Linked DNA regions of Ovis aries: region 1 is linked to region 2. Evidence: chromatin contacts called from public Hi-C data. All regions are on one chromosome and are shown on one strand. The core of a region is the stretch at or near the end of the contact, and the rest is flanking DNA. Distances in the headings are between cores, read along the strand shown. Region 1 holds the start of CXHXorf58 (chromosome X CXorf58 homolog). Region 2 holds the start of PRDX4 (peroxiredoxin 4).

Region 1 (3,252 bases), core at 371-2,870, 210 kb before region 2:
TTCTATCCCTTACACATTACTCCAATTTGGATGCAGCTCCCAAATTCTTAGTCACTGCTGAGTGTCTTGTACTAAACCAGGGTCTCTTAATCTTTTCTTTTGGTGCCATGGATCCCTATGGACAAACTCCTTTTAAGAACTATGTTTCTTAAAATACATAATATAAAATATATGGGATTATGAAAGACTCCGATTATCTTGAAATTATTGTCAAAATATTTTCAAAGACAAAATTCTAGAAATGGGTCTTCTTTATGCATTAAACAATATGAGAGCTCTGTACTTGTGAAGTGGTAATAAGTAGAAACAATATTTCAAGAAATTTGCTGTTACTGTAACATGATATGAAAATACTGTGTTTTCTATTGATGACAAAGTCACAGGTACTGCTGATACTACTGTGGTTTGTTACCTACATATAATTGAAAGAAATGCTAAAGTTCAGGCAGAGGTTTGGGAAAATAAAGTTGCAATTTTTTCCCAAGTTCACATACTCCTTGAATTAAGACTTCCTGCCCTAACTGATCACTTATAAGTCACATTTTTTTTATACATATGACATTCCACTACTGAGGCAGAGCCTTCAGAGTCTCAATATTTCTCCTTAGAAATGGGGATGGGGATAGCTTGGAATACACTGAACTCTTGAGAAAGAGAAAAGCAGTCCTTAACATCCAGGAGCTGGCCTGGCATTCACAGCTGGGCTTAGGTGTTAACCCTGGCTTCCTACTACCACCCAACCCAGAGCAAAGCCCTGCTTTCTTGAACCCGCCCCCAAATCACCCAACCAAAGCCCAAACCCTAGAATAAATCTTTCTAACACTCTCTCACTGAGATGCCCCACTGTTTCCCAAGGTGTGCGTTTTCCTAGCAGCTGCAAGAAACAAACCCAACTTGTTCAACTACAGATGTGTTCCTAGTGGTCTTTGGCTGGAAGGCAGGGACACAGCACCACACAAATCCCCCAAATCTTCTAGATGCATGCCTGGATGGGCTTACACTTGCTATGGGGTTAGATGTGAAATACTGAACGAAATATTATAGGAAACACAACCCCATTATGAGCCACCGTCACAGTTGTTGAGGTGAGACCACAGGCTTTAAAGCTCGACTAGGTAGATTTGGATCCTGACTTCCCACTTTCCTTCTCTGTGGCCTTGCACCTATTCTCTGTGCTTCAGTTTCTTCATCTACTAGATGCGGAATAATAACCGTGTCCACCTACTTGGGTTGTTAGAAAGAGAAGACAATATATGTATGGAGTTTAGGTAAGAGCCGGGCATAGAGTAAACGCTGTTGCTTGTTCCTATTCTTGTCAATAAGATAATTATTACCATTATTACTTATTTCTATTAGTATTAAGGGAACAATAGTTGATTCCCAGTAAGAGACAGAAGCTTAAGTATTTTAAAGAAGAAAAAAAATTTTCAGGGTCTTTCGAGATGAAAGGATGTGGCAAATCAGTTTAAATTTAAAATCTTAAAACTGTCCCGCCCAGAGTAGAAAAAAAAAAAAAAAAAACACCACACAAGTAAAAACCTTTTGTGAGGTAAATCCAGGCCCCAGAGGTCGGCGGTTTGCGTCTGCGAGGCTTTCGATGCCGCCCGAGGCCTGACGAGCGCCCCCACCTGGCGGCCTCCGCACACAGGGTTCTCAGCCTACGCCGTCGGGCGTCCAATCAGCGCGGCGAAGGCCGATTCCCAGCGCTGCGCGGGCAGCGGCGCCTCCCTCCTCGCGCCCCCGCGCGCTGCCCACGCAGAGTGGGCGCTTTCCCGCCGCCTAGCAACCGCCGGCGCAGGGGCGGAGCCTCCGGAAGGCGGGGCTTGCGTTCGCTCGCCGCCTGAGGCGCCACGCGCTGCAGTTCAACAACGCAGTTTTCAGACCCCGGCTTCCGAGCTAAGCCTTGGCCGCACCTAATTGGCTGTACGGCGGTCACCCGCATCGCGGCCTATTTGCGGTCGGAAGAATCGGGCCCTATCCGGCCGCCGTAGCCGCCTCTCTCTGTAGTGGGCGGGGCCAAGGCTGGGGTGACCCCGCCGGAGCTGCCGCTGCCAGCGACATGTTCAAGGTGAGAGAGTGGAGCCGGGTCACAGCTGTCACCGCCCCCTCCCGGCCGCCCGGAGCCCTCTTCGCGCTCTCGTGGGCCTCTCCGGGGACCAGGCCCGGCTCGTCCCGAGGTTTTTTCCCGCCTCTGGGCCGGCTGCGTCCCGGCCTCGCTGTTCATTCAGAGATCCGCGTGGAGCGAGCGGCTGCCGGGCGGAGGCGTGAGACCTGGGGTGGCTGGGTGGGGCCTTTTGGGTTGTGCTCTCGTGAATAAAACACTTAAAATTTTAAAGTATCCTTCAAAGTATCCACCCTCTGGCTGGTCCCCTCTTGTGTTCGTTAGGAACGTTAGGCCACATCAGGGCACTGCGGGGTTCGGCTTTGGTTGCCTGGCAAGGTCAGGTTTCAGAACCTGCTGTATGAATGGGGGAGGGTCACCTTTGGAGAAGCTGCTGCAGAAAGTTAGAGAGGCTGGCCTGGGAAGGGCTGGGCTAGAAGGAGCAACTGGAACTTCTCTCCCCCTCCCAGCAAACGTTATATAGTATGAACAGATTGACTTCTTTCCATTTTATGAACTCGTGTCCTTTGAAAGAAGTTGACTTTTACAGTGAAGACTGTCTCGGAAATCTGCATTTTAATATGAAGGCATTGTTCTCCTTTAAAAAGAGTAAATGGTATTTGTATATCACGAAAAACAAATCACAAGCTATTAGAAAGGAGTCTACAAAATCGAGTCTTGAAGCAGTGCACCCGTAAAGTAGTGCTAATGAAATGTCAGAATTGTACTATTTAAATGTTTTATTGAGCTGCAATATGCTTTGGGGGCATTAGGACAGTACAAAATCAGACCGTGAATTTGGGCTTCCACTTGTGGCATTGCCACTTTTCCAGCTGTGTGACCTGGGGCAAGTCACTTGGCCTTTCTGTGCCTGATTTCCTGTTGGTGAGATTGGGGAACCAGCTTCTACCTCGTAGGGTTGTTAAAAAAAAAAATACATTAGGTGTGAAGCACTTGGAAGAGGCCCTGACACATAGGAGTGACATCTAAGTATTTGCTTTTATTTTATTTTCAGGCAGCTCACAGTTTAGTTAGAACAACAGATCACAAAAGCATCTTGCATTCATTTCATAAATTTGTGTTGAAACACTTATGTGCTAGGAGTTTGGCTCGATTTTAGGGTTGCAACAACTAAGGATATGCTATGATCA
Region 2 (3,533 bases), core at 292-2,791:
AATATCTTCGGAGGCAAGTAAAAGCAATGAGACTTGGAAATATGATCTTGAAAGTGCAACATTAGCTTTTTAAAAAACAAAAACCTAAAGATAACTTGCAGTAGGAAAGAACTGCAGATGTTTGAGGAGCCAAAATAGTTTTTCTCATTTATCACTCCCACTCCATCCTAAGGCATATCAACATTCCATTTAACACTGGGGATTCATAACTGTGAAGCATTGCTTTTTTTCACTGAACATAGGCAAGGAACATGCTGTAACTGGACCACAAAAGCCAAATACACATCTTCAGAATGCCAGATGGTCAGTAGGAAAAGCAGGTTATTTAAAAGCAAGCAAGGGACACTCTTTATCCTTTAGCCCCTACCCACTTTTTGGCTGATCTTAACATCCAGATGCAGCAGGCCACAATTTTCTCAGTATCCACTTAGTCTGACGTGTCTTTTCTGAAAGTGGCCATTAGTTGTGTACACTGGACAGAAATGCAAATAATCAAAAGCCAAACTGGCAGGACACAAATTTGCCACGAGGTTTATCATCAACCCAAATGCATTACTTCTAACCTCCTTTTCCGCATTTCCCTACAAAGAGCCTCCAAAATACACCCTGTAACAAGCTCTTCATTTCTGAGAAACACAAAGGATGCCCATTAACGCTAAAGGTCTCTGGGAAGGTGGCTTTTAATAGTTTTCTTTGTAAGATGCAACAACAACAAAATGAAACGTTTGCTCTCCTGAGCTAAACGTTGTTCAGCCACTTTTCTGTTTATCCAAACTTTCTGTGAATCGTTATTCAACTTATCAGCGCATTATTCTCCGAAATCGTACTTGAAAACAGACGCGATGCGCTGCAGGCACTTCGCGATGTTTGAGGAAGTGTTCTAGTTTGCACAGCATCCTCGTCGCCTGCAAGCCCAGGACCAGGGCCACCCTCTCCCTCATCTGCGGCTTTTGGGGTAACCACTACTTCCTCCAAAATCTGATCAGTGGAACCCACCCCTTTCTTCACAACTCTGGAACCCCCTCCATCCCCCCACTCCCCAGGAGAACCAAGCTCCCCCTTAGGGACCGGAGGTAGCCCAGGAGGTGCCGCCCAAGCCAGGCCCCCGGGTAGCCACCGTAACCAGGGTACACGTGTCCCCTGGCCCTCCCCACCTCCGGGTGTCACCGGTCACCCCGCCATGGTGGGGCACCACCTACTTTTGGCTTTGCTGAGGTGCAGGGAGTGTTCGGCGACCGAAACCCGGGACACCTCTCCCGGGTACACTTGGCCACCCGCGTAGAAGTGGCACTCCTCTTCGCGGGTTCGGGGCCTCTCCTCCTTCTCCAAGCCCCGCACAGCTTCGGCCCGCAGCAAGACCAACAGCAGAGGCAGCAGCAGGAGCTTTCGGCTCCGGCCAGGGGCCAGAGTCGTCGCGGGTAGCGGCGGCGGCAGCGGCGCCTCCATGACCACGCGAGCGTAGTCGCACGTTCCTTGGCTCGAACGCTACTTCTCCCGCCGCCAGGCAGCTACAACCGCGCGCTCAACGCTCGCTCGAGCCCAAGCGCGGCCTCGCGAGACCAGCCCCGCCTCCTCACTCCCCCGCCCCTCCGCTCCCCCTGTCGCCCTCTTCCCGGGCTCTCCGGGAGCCGGCCTGGCCACGTGGTCGCCAGCCCCGCCCACTCATCCCCTTGCGGGCGTTTGCGCATGCGCCCTGGGGCGGGCCCAGGCAGGGCGCTTTGCCCAACTCTGAGAAGCGACAGCGGCCGTTACTGGTCTCACGCGCTCTCTCTCACACGTCTTTAGACATCCTTTTACGCTCGTCTCTTCCACAAAGCCTCACCACTGCACACCATTCCCCACGCCCCCCAAAAGTGAAACGAACTTATCTCTGAATGGCTTGCACTTTATACTTCTAACAGGTACTGTTTTTTTCCTCGAAGTGATCTGCCAACAACCCCACGACTCCCCTCACCTCCATCCCTAGTTGAAGCCCTTGTAAGTTTGTAAATCCTGGGAAAACTTGGAGAAGAAAGGCCTAACCATTTACTCTTCTCCAGCAGGCAAGGCAAACAGGCAGTTTGGTGACTTAAGCCTGCCTCAAAGGTGTCTTATTTTTTAACTTGAAAAGTTCCCAGAAAACCAAACTTTCTTCCAGCGCAGTATAGTTCCATCGTCTTGACAATTACCCCATCATTTTACAGGAGTCTTCTGCACTCTTTGCTCTCCCCCGCCCCCCCCCCCCCCCGCCCCGGGGTCCCTTCTAGCCTCCTGCGAGCTCTTGTCATCTTTCTGAATCTCACAGAAGCCATCCGACAGTTTTTCTTTCCTCTGTTAGATTGTCAGCTCCCTGGGATCAAAATCGATGTGGAATTCAGCTTTGTTTCCCAAGGCACCTGGCACAAGGTGGGCATTTGCCATTGTAAACTTTGATTTTGTGAATAACACCTAATATTCCCAACTGCCAGTCAGTTTTAAGTTGCTTTCACATTTTATATCCTTACTCCCTGTGACAACCCTTTCCAAACTAGTTCTGCCCATTATAGGACCTTGAAAGAGCAATGGGCTAGGTGCTGAAGGCCTTTGGCCCCTACAGTCTGTCAGCCCCTCCTGCGACTCTCCCCCCTCTCCTGGAGGCATTTGCGCCTGCGCCCTGTGGGCAAGCCCAGGGTGCTCAGCGAAGCCGCACAGCGAAGCCGCACAGCAAAGCCCTATGGCCACAGCGGGTCTCCTGCCCTACTAGACCACCCTCCCTTCTCCCAGCCATTCCTGTTCGCCCTCAGCAGTGTTTTAGGTGCTCCTCATCTTTCCAGGCCCATCTCTTCCACAGAGCTTTGAGGGAGACTGTGCTCCCGCCATTGCAGGTGACTGGTCAGCACTGTTTAAGATCCTCTTATTCTTCCGCGCACATCTCTCCTACAGGAGCCTCACTACCATCCGTCACCCCTCCCCAAAGTAACCTTTCTGCCTCTGAAATTTTATGCTTCTGTGTGTGTGTGTGTGGGGGGGTGTGTGTGTGGGGGGGTGTGTGTGCGTGCGCGCCCATGTGCTCAGTTGCACAGTTGTGTCAGACTCTTTGTGACCCTATGGGCTGTCACCTGCTAGGCTCCTCTGTCCATGGACAGAATTCTTGTCCCAGGCAAGAATATTGGAATGGGCTGCCGTTTCCTCCTCCAGGGAATATTCCCGACCTAGGGATAGGACCCATGTCTCCTGCATTGGCAGGCAGATTCTTTATCACTGAGCCAACTGGGAAGCTGATTTTATACCTCTAACTGATACTTAGGGCTTCCCTGGTGGCTCAGCTGGTATAGAATCCGCCTGCAAGGTGGCAGACCTGAGTTCGATCCCTGGGTTGGGAAGATCCCCTGGAGAAGGGAAAGGCTACCCACTCCAGTATTCTGGCCTGGAGAATTCCATGGACTGTATAGTCCATGGGGTCGCAAAGAGTCAGACACAACTGAGCAACTTTCAGTTCACAACAGATACATATTCTCCTTTTCCCACAGTGAGCTGGGTGAATTGGCACCATGACTCCAGTTGTAAGCCCTTTT

What was found. Hi-C and Micro-C count contacts between places; a contact is called where the count stands out from the background.
Region 1: a contact with region 2 is called in a Hi-C map of liver, with 7 times the contacts expected there. The contact joins the promoter of CXHXorf58 here to the promoter of PRDX4 in region 2. A contact is called at or near these places in 5 of 16 Hi-C or Micro-C datasets (blood, hypothalamus, liver and 2 more).

Annotation. Positions count from the first base shown.
Region 1 is chrX:22,305,546-22,308,797 of ARS-UI_Ramb_v3.0, reverse strand. CXHXorf58 (chromosome X CXorf58 homolog) reads right to left here and starts at 1,620. Exons shown (of 8, transcript XM_042241877.2): 1 at 1,540-1,620. It overlaps APOO (apolipoprotein O), which reads left to right and starts at 2,004. Exons shown (of 10, transcript XR_009598881.1): 1 at 2,004-3,252.
Region 2 is chrX:22,098,197-22,101,729 of ARS-UI_Ramb_v3.0, reverse strand. PRDX4 (peroxiredoxin 4) reads right to left here and starts at 1,541. Exons shown (of 8, transcript XM_027963038.3): 1 at 1,200-1,541. The coding sequence starts at 1,446.